Linked DNA regions of Zea mays: region 2 is linked to region 1. The links are chromatin contacts, called in public Hi-C maps. All regions are on one chromosome and are shown on one strand. Each heading gives the region's core, a stretch centred on a gene start, on an enhancer-like site or on the middle of the called end of the contact. The rest is flanking DNA. Distances are from core to core; before and after follow the strand shown.

What was found. A called contact is a pair of places that touch in the nucleus more often than the background predicts.
Region 2: a contact with region 1 is called in a Hi-C map of tassel, with 2.9 times the contacts expected there. The contact joins two enhancer-like sites. A contact is called at or near these places in 3 of 25 Hi-C or Micro-C datasets (leaf and tassel).

Annotation. Positions count from the first base shown.
Region 1 is chr2:208,644,816-208,649,274 of Zm-B73-REFERENCE-NAM-5.0, reverse strand. No RefSeq gene overlaps it. Among protein-coding and RNA genes, the nearest start is that of LOC107436005, 29 kb to the right of the region's middle. Within about 2 kb of position 2,599, at least 15 of the 20 cell types and tissues checked have an H3K27ac peak or open chromatin away from gene starts, as enhancers often do. A contact at or near this core is called in tassel, where this site is marked.
Region 2 is chr2:208,774,790-208,779,639 of Zm-B73-REFERENCE-NAM-5.0, reverse strand. LOC100277216 (protein LAZ1 homolog 2) reads left to right here. Exons shown (of 5, transcript XM_008672211.4): 4 at 1,046-1,282; 5 at 1,361-1,952. The coding sequence ends at 1,369. Among protein-coding and RNA genes, the nearest start is that of LOC100277216, 8.1 kb to the left of the region's middle. Within about 2 kb of position 2,204, at least 20 of the 20 cell types and tissues checked have an H3K27ac peak or open chromatin away from gene starts, as enhancers often do. A contact at or near this core is called in tassel, where this site is marked.

The DNA of each region.
Region 1 (4,459 bases), core at 1,350-3,849:
CAATCGACTCGTCCTCCACTCCCACTCTGTCTCAGGTGAGAGCAAGGAGCACGGGCTCGAGTCCAGCCATACGACCTCGGCACGACAGCTCACAGCATCGCATACAGCAACTCGAGGTTAGTGCTTCTGTAACTCGTCCTTTCTTGAGTTATATACCTTCTCTTTGAGTTACTATAACGTTGGCTTGTAATATTACAGACCCAACTAGAAGAAGAGAGGAGGGAACGTCAAGAGATGGAGGCGAGGATAATGGCGGAGCGGGCGGCGGCTGATCAGAGGATAGTGGAGATGTTCCAGTACATGCAGAGCCTTGGCGCCGCATAGGGCATCGCTCCGCCACCTCCATTGTTCCCCCCAGTTGACCCTACTCTCTTCCACACTCCTGTGAGTATCAAAATAGTAATTAGATGTTTGTAATGCATCTGGTATAACACATGCAATCTCTTCTCTGTGCAGGGCCAATCTGGGACGGCATCCAACAACCCTCCGGAAGGGTTCAACCCAACGCAGCCCCAGTCAAACCGCCCACCTCCATGAGTGTTGTGTTTTCATTGTTTTAGACTTCAGAACTTATGTATAATACTTATGTCTGTGTTTGATACTTATGTAAGAGCTTGCGACGTTTGAGACTTATGTTTGTGTTTAATACTTGTGTTGAACACTTATGTTTGTGATGGATATTTATGTTTGTGGTGACGGTTTTATGTTTGTGTTGGCTATTTATGTCTGTGATGATATCTGTGATGTATATATGTGATATCTTCTGTTTGTGTGGATGGAATACAAAAAACAAATTAAAAAGGTATATACTGGTCACTTTGCCGAGTGTAACACTCGGCAAAGAGCACAGACCTGGGCACCGGCTTAGGTTCTTTGCCGAGTGTTATGTCACTGGCACTCGGCAAAGAGGTCGGCTTTGCCGAGTGCCGCACAGAACACTCGGCAAAGAACCTGACATGGGGACCCTCCCTGGCGGGTTCTTTGCCGAGTGTCCTACGTGGCACTCGGCAAAGATGGATTTTTTGCCGAGTGCTGCCTAGAAGACACTCGGCAAAGCAAACTTCTTTGCCGAGTGTCACAAGAGACACTCGGCAAAGCCGCCGTCTCCGTCACCCGGCGCCGTAACGGCCTCTTTTCTTTGCCGAGTGCTGTCTGGCACTCGGCAAAGAGTTTTACCGAGTGCCCGAGAAAAAGCACTCGGCAAAGAAGGCTTTGCCGATGCACTGTTCGCCGAGCCTTCTTTGCCGAGTGTAACACTCGGCAACGCCCTGGCCGAGTGTTTTTAAGGATTCGCCGAGTGCTTTAGGCACTCGGCAAAGCCATTGATTCCGGTAGTGATAAGTTTTTTATAGAGGTTCGAGCCGCAGTGTGCATAATACCTTATGTTCTCTTGCTGATCATGGATTGCAATATACAATAGATCTACAAGGTTACAAACTCTAGCGCCATAAACTATTAATCCTGCTATAGGAATCAAGTGTGGTGAGGATCTAGCCTCGCTCACACTAACTATATCTACCATAGTAGGATCAAATTGAACTCCCTTAGCCTGAGTTTGGTGGAGCCTATACTAATTCCTTCCAGTGAATACACCTGAATTGAATGCTGCTCTACTATCCTTTTTATAATTCAAAGGAGCAGCAAGCTTATCTGTACATACTTCTTATGGACCCTACCCCTACTTGTCATTGGGCCAAATGTTCTCGTCCTGGCTTCACGAGCGTAGCTAGAGTAGTCGATGACGGTGACGTCCATAATAAGACATAGGCCTGCCTGACCTCAGCATCTACCGGCCTTCTTTGAAACAAAAGGAAAAGTGAAAGAATTTTGAAGGATTAAAATCCTATAGAAAGCTTTCCTATCGTCCTATGTGGTCCTTTGGAACAAAGAAATGAGTTGCTACAGACTCTATAAAATCCATATAGAATGGAGAATTGTAGTGAGGATTTTTAATATGAGATCTAGTGAGGATTTTTAACATGAGGTCCAACCCTCTTGAAATTTTTCCTACGGAATTGAAGGTACCATACAACTTTATTCTTATATCTTTCCTATCCATATGTTTTACTAATCCTCCATTTTTAATGAGGCCTAAAAGTAGATCCTAGGTCTGGTACTCTAGCTTAGGGAGTTGTAGATGAGAGAAACAATAATGTTGAACTATCACAATAATACCAAACCTCATTTTGTATCTTGTACTCTATGTGTACTACTACTATATTGCAGACGATGACCAAGCCCTGCTGGTAGTGGTCGCGGATGCAGCATCAGCGCTGTTAATTTCCGCGGCCGGGAATTACCGCAGTCAAAATAATAGCCAGGCGCGGATCGGAAACCGGCCGTACCCGGCGCACGGTCAGGTGCGGTGGTCGTCCGGCCGGCCGCCGGCGGGTCCCTCTGCGTCCCAGCAGCGCCTCTCGTCGTCGCCTAGCTCCTCGCTGCACGAGCACGTACGCGTCGATCAGCAGGGGCCACCCCCCAACGCGTACGGTACGTACGGCCGCGAACGCCCAGTCGCCGGGCAGCAACATGGAGGGGCCCGGGGGCGTCAGCTTCGGTGGCGCCCCTCGCGGTACGCCGATCGGCATCGCGCCGGTCACCGGCGTAGGACACGTCGTTCCCGGCCTGTACCACACCGCTGGGCGATGAATGCGGCCCAGCCCAGCCCCACCTCTGTGACTGTGAGCATGAATATGATCGCGCAGGCGCAGTACGCCAGTACTACGTACTCTTCCAGCTGCTTCATTGCATGCATGCACCGCCCCCGCCTCGATCGACCGCCCGGTCTCCGCGGTCCACGCCGGCCGCGCTCGCTCGCACGGGACGTACTCGTACACACTACGCTAACAAACAAGCAGACAGTACCGATGTTTAGGTAACATTCTAACTTGTATAAGCACACTAGAGAGATTTGAGAGAATCTCGTTTGGAGGTTGTGAGCAATGACAGAGAAAGAAAATTTTCTCATGTTTTTTTTTTTTTTTTTTGATCGAGAGCTGTTTCTATGCTTCTAGTTTAGGAGCTCTACATCTCCCAGCTGTGGTCGTCCTGCCTCAGCTCCAGACATATGGCACCTGGCCGTCTTTATTTATATCCCTTTCAACATTTTTCTAGCTAGCCCACTACTTCTCCAATCTCCCACTCATGAGTCACGACTCATGTTGTTGAGAGCTTAGGAAGGTAGCACCGCCATGGGCCCCTCGGCCCTCGAGCTCGGCGGCGGCGTCCGTCCATGGCCGCGCTCGCGGCCGCCGCGGTGTCTGGCGACAGCTCGGACGACGAGACTTAAAAGGCACCGTCTAGTTTCAGTTCGTGCGAGTACTAATTAAATGAGCTTAATTCGATCTTAAAAACAACTCAAGTGCATCGGATCCCCTGGGAAAGCCTGTAGCTTTTTCTTGGATCATGGATTGCATGGCGCGACCCTGCTGTTGGATCCTAGGTTGCTCTCAACTCAACATCTTGCTACCTCCCCTGTGCCTATTCTGGTGACAGCATTCCGCAGGACGTCCAACTATCTCTCTCTCTCTCTCTGCGTCTCTCCTGCAATGTAAAAGCCATTAGAGTCAGAAACCGACATGCCATTAGAGCCAGAAACCGACGTCCGTTGCTAGGCTACTAGCCATAAGACAAGAAACAGACGGATCATCAGGTAAAATGTGCAATCGTTTGAAAGGAATATTTAGACCAAAACGAACCACTTCCACGGCCTGGCCGACGGTGGCGGCAGCGCACGCACGCGTGTGACAGTTCTTCATCCTTTTCTTAACTTCTCAATAGATGCATCAATGGGCAATGGTCCACCGATTTAAGTTGATTGATTTATTCCCTGAACTTTCAATATGATACTAAATTAATAGTGCACCATAGCATTAAAGTGGAACATTAGCATTGACTATTATTGAATATTAATTTAGATCAAGCTCATGTTAATCCAACACCAGATTGACAAACTCCATTAAGTTAAGTTCGTACATGCGTGAAGCAAAGCAATGTTATCATATAGTGCCTCTGACCAAGTGACGACCTAGAGGGAGATGGGTGAATTAGGCCATTTCCAAATTATCCTTGTATCAACCATACACAAAAGAGGGCCCAAAATCTGACACAGAGATCGATGTCATTGTATCAGTGGGTAAATTGCCACCTCTAGTGCATGCCAATGAACAAGTAATACAAGTGTGCTCCTCCTTAACCAACAACAAGATGGCCACAAGTTGCAATCATTGTTTCTAGTTCTTATTAAACACTAACTACTCACTAAGCAATGCATGCGCTAGCTAGGAGCCAAGGTGAAACTTCGCAATTTTAGTGGCTTGGTAGTCTTCTAAAGGTTGGTGGCTTTATTTTATGGTGTGTTTGGTTGGTGGAGTTACCCTATGCTTCATAAAGTGATGCATCATAAGTTCATTCCATTTTTTGGTGGAATCAACCAACTCCTATGTATATACTAATTATT
Region 2 (4,850 bases), core at 955-3,454, 130 kb before region 1:
GATTACAACTGTATTACTCTAATCCTCCATGTACTCTTCTGAACCTTCTTGCCTTCTTGTGTTGCCTTGGCTGGATCTATGCACCAGTGATAGGGTCGTGACAGGCAGCCCCGCAACGTCTTGGAGCACAAGACATTGAAGCTTCTAAAGTATTGGACCTGGCAATTTGTTATTGTCAGGACAGTATGTTCCATTCTGATTATTGCACTTCAGGTTCTTGGGCTGTACCCCAGCTAGGTGAGCTGGACGTTTAGTATTATACTGAACTTCTCAGTCTACATGGCCTTATATGCCTTGGTTCTTTTCTACCACTTGTTTGCTAAAGAGTTGGCACCTCACAAGCCTCTTGCAAAGTTTTTGTGCATCAAAGGGATCGTATTCTTCTGTTTCTGGCAGGTATATCATCTAAAGTGTTTCTGAAAGCTTTATATAAAGTTTGCACGGGTGATTGTCTTGATTGCTTATAGACAACTCTCTGGATGGATTAATGTGTACTTATTAGATAGTATCTGCTTGCCATGACTTAAGATGAAGCTTCATTTCTCTTTAATATTTTGATTTAGTTAGATTTTATGTATGAGTATGACTGTATGACCACCTCATGTTCACTTCCGTGCCATAATTTCTGTTTTATAAACCCCACTTACAGTTTTACTTGATGTAATCACATCATATGTAAATTTGAGATAATAATTTCTTTATAAAACAGTGTTACAAGTACGTGTTGCTTTATGGGTGATAGAGATAGCAAGAGGTGCAGAAAGAGGTGTAGTGGAAATGAAAGCTACAGTTATAAAGAAAAAACAAAACAAGCTAGACAACTTGAGGTATCTCATTCATTTTGGAGGCAAATTTAATTTGTAGTTTGATCCTGCTGGAGGACATTCACTTTGTATTAGTCTGCCAGTGCACTTACATTAGGCAACATTTGAATTTGGAAGGAACCTCATCCCTTGTGGAAATGGAAAGAGCTATTTGCCTTTTTTGACTGAAATACCACTACTTGCCTACTTGGCTCTACATTCTTTCGCCCTGACAGAAACAGAACACGCCCACGTACTGCACTGCACTGCACATTTTCGTTCCAGGGTTTCGCGCTCGGTATCTTAGCTGGAGCAGGCGTGATCAAATCCCACCATTTCTGGCGGGACGTGGAGCACATCCAGGAGGCCATCCAGAACGTGCTGGTGATCCTCGAGATGGTCGTGTTTTTCGTCGTCCCCTCTACGGGCTTGTTCGGTTCTACCCCAATCCATATGGATTGAGGGGGTTTCAATCCCTGGTAAGTCAAAATCCCCTCCAATCCGTATCAATCCCCTCAAATCCATATGGATTGAAAATAACCGAACAAGCCCTACAGCGGCGCTGACAGGGCCAAATTCGAGAAGAAGAACGAATGAACCAGGTTTCCGGAAGGAATTGGGGGGGGGGGGGGGGGGGGGGGGGAACCCCGTGCTGCTTCTCTCTGCTCTCTGGTCTGCCGGCCGGAAATGGAGCACCAGTATTTTCCTCACGGATGGACATACACAGGTCCCTTAGCAAGGTATCGTGCTGCTGTAAAATCACACTGTGGGCTTGCACGCTGAATGGTTTTTTGCTAGTTTTGTCGTTTTGAACGTTGTCGATGAGGACTGAGGAGGCTATGTTGCCAGGGACTGGTCGTCTTGTACGTACGCTATTCTCAGCTGGGGACTGGCCGAGGCCGACTGCGGGATCCTTTTGCGAATAAATCTACAGTCCTGTTCTACAGTGGCCGCACTGGACTGATTGATTCCGATGAGGTTGCCTGCAACTACCACTACCACTGCTAGGGGATGATCTTGCAATCTGCAACTACCGCTCGTTGTTTATTGGCGGTATAGTGTATAGCTACGTGGTTTTGAGGTCTCTGAGGCTGATTTCCAGAGTTCATCACAAGTGGCAGGAGTACATGACTGATGGGAGTTTTTCTACTTGCTGTGTGCCTGTACGATGAGAAATCGTGGTATGGGTTCATGGGCAGCCTCATCACTGCTGCTGCGACTGCGAGACGACTGTGCGACGGCGATTGCCTGCGACGATGCGATTCGCCCCGTCGTGTCAGAGGCGCAAAAGCAGGGGGCAGGGACGCAGGAGCTCGCGCAGGCTACAAGGTCATAGCCCCGGCCCAGCGTCCTGCCGCCTAGCGCGCGGTACAGTACCTGAAAGTGAGAAAAGAGGAGAGGGGGAGGCCGTGGACCGCATGCATTGCAGTAGCAGGGTGGGCACGAACCAACACTGACTGCACTGCTACTGCTACTGGGCTACTGGTTAATTGGTGGTGGCGCGTACGTGGTGGGGCCACATGTGCAACTCCTGTAGATTCCTAGTACGGCACACGGACACGGCCTCCCTTCCTTCTCGTGACGCTACATGGCAGCAAGCAAAGGCGAGAGGTGGGTGGCAAGCGACACCACCAGCGGTCTCGTCGTTGCTGCCGCGCGCCGCGCACAGCCTACCCAGTCAGCCAGAGGGAGGAAAGAGAGACGAGAAAGGCTGGGCACGGCAGGGCGGCAGGCCGGCAGCAGATCGTACGCGGGCCGGGGTATATTGGCCCGTTGCGGACGGCAGCTGACTGGAAGCCTTGTCTCGACGTCCGCCAGCCTGCATGCGCGTCGCGTGCGACGCCGACCAGCGGCGCAGCGCAGTCACCGCTCGCTCGCTCGCCATCATTGCCTCGTTCGCTGCTGCCCGCGCGCCCCGGCCGGCACGGGCGCAGGGACCGGACCCTCACCGGTCCGTGAATGAAAAAGTCTCAAAAGCCCAAGAGATCAGAGGGCCGGGGAACGTCAGCTATGCTATGACCGGCGGTGATCGATCACTGGTCAGGAAAAAAATACTACTACGTACTACTGATATATAAGAGAGTACAGTACGTACGTAGAGAGACAGCAGATGAGCAGCTAGAGAGTACGTCGGTGGAGAGAGCATGCACAGCTTGCTTTCATGGCGCGGTCCGTCCTCACGAGTCAGTCAGTGGTGGCCGATAAAGCCGCCTCGGATCACGTGCACGCGCAGGAGGATCGGAGCACCCGGGCCACGCTGCCTGCCAACAGTGCCAAGAGCAAAACGGCGTCCCCGTAGACCCGCTGGATAGATAGATTGATCCGACGACCCGTCCGCGGTGCGGTGGTGTCCGGTCCGAGGCGCCGACCCCGAGGCCCGCGGGCCAGCCAGGTGGGGCTCTCCCTCCCTCCCTGTCCGGAAACTACTAGAGTGGACTGCGTGTATTTTTTATATATACAAATTTAGTTAAAGATTAGAATGTTTGGTTCAATATAAAATGAGAATTTTATATATTCCTTTTGACGAAGCGAAGGGAGTACCTGCGCGTGCTCCCTCCTATAGTCCTATACACATACTACGGTACCAAGACGCGTACCTATCCATCTACGCGTAGCCCTGTATGCCTTTTCAATTTTGGCCCCGGGTAGCCGTCGCCGTCGGTGGCTTTCGCGGCCAGGACGGGGCCAGTCGACCTTAGTCCGTAGGAGTAGTAGTAGTAGCTTTGCTTTCGCCGCGCGCGCACGCGTTGGAATTTGGAAGCGTCCACTGCTGCTGCCGCTCCTGCTACGTACCAACGGGCAGCGGCTATGCCTAGCGAATAGCGATCGAATGATTCTGCTCCGCCTGATCGCCTCCGCTGTGCGCCGCCGGGCCGGGCCCGGGCCGGCCTAGCTAGCTGAATGAAGGCTGAAGCTGAGAGAAAGAAGGTGATGCGGCGGCGGCCGGCGGTTGCTGTCCATTAACCAACGACCCCAGTCACACAGGCCACAGGCCAATCAGTGCGTGCCGACCTCGCGGCTCGAACGGCTCCGATATCCTATCGCCATCGAGCGGCACGACAGCACCCAGCAGGCTGTGACGGCTCGCGTCAACTCGCGACGATCGATCGGCCACGTCTGCTGTATCTGTATTGCGGATTCGCCTCTACCCAAGACCGGAATTTATGAGGCTCGACTAGTTTGTGTGACTTTGCATTGGTTTTGTTGCCCTAGCTACTTTAATTTTCTTCCCCCTTTTTTTTGGATAATGCCAGCAGGTTTCGTCCTACTTGAGGCAGAGGCTACGAGCGCTGACTTGTCAAACCAGGGCTGACGACGCACGTGGTGAGTCACTCGAAACGGGACAAAAGTGTAGTTAGAGACAAGCAAGAACAGTTGTGGGCTTGTGGCAGAAGTACCGCATATGGCTTATTGTTCTGCAACCTTTTTTTCTCTCTCTGTATACTCTTACTACACAACAAACAACTGTTCTCAAAGAGGAATCGGACTGTTAGTTAACTCTAACAATTGGACGCTAGCTAGGTTACCTCTGTGTTTCTTTCGACCAGCGCCACTTTACCTGTGCAGTACTGTCAGTCAATCAAGTACATTACTCCTATATTAAGCAGAAGCTAATATTTATATATCAACGACTTGTATAACTTTATGATGGAAAAAAAAGAACTAAGCAACAGAAATTCTCAATGTTTATATATTGAGTTATGAAGGTGTTGAGCAGTAAATTGAGCGGCGGACGGTCTGCGCCTGTGGGCCGTACGGTCCGCGCGTGCGCAGAACAGATTAGGGTTCCGAGTTTTGTGCTACGGTTGTTAGCTAGATTCGCGGAATTAGCTCGAAAATTAGTTTGTAAAGGGTCCAGCCCCCTCCTCTATAAATAGAGAGGTATACAGTCGATTTGTGTCGGCGTTTCGAGACCGGGGGTCCCTCAGGCCGACGAGTGAGTGCCGCGTGCCCCAGTCCAGATGGGTCGAGCGCGTGGGCGAGCGCGAAGGGGGGAAAAGAGCGAGGCGGCCGGAGACCGACACGAGAGAGGTGGGAATCCCGCGG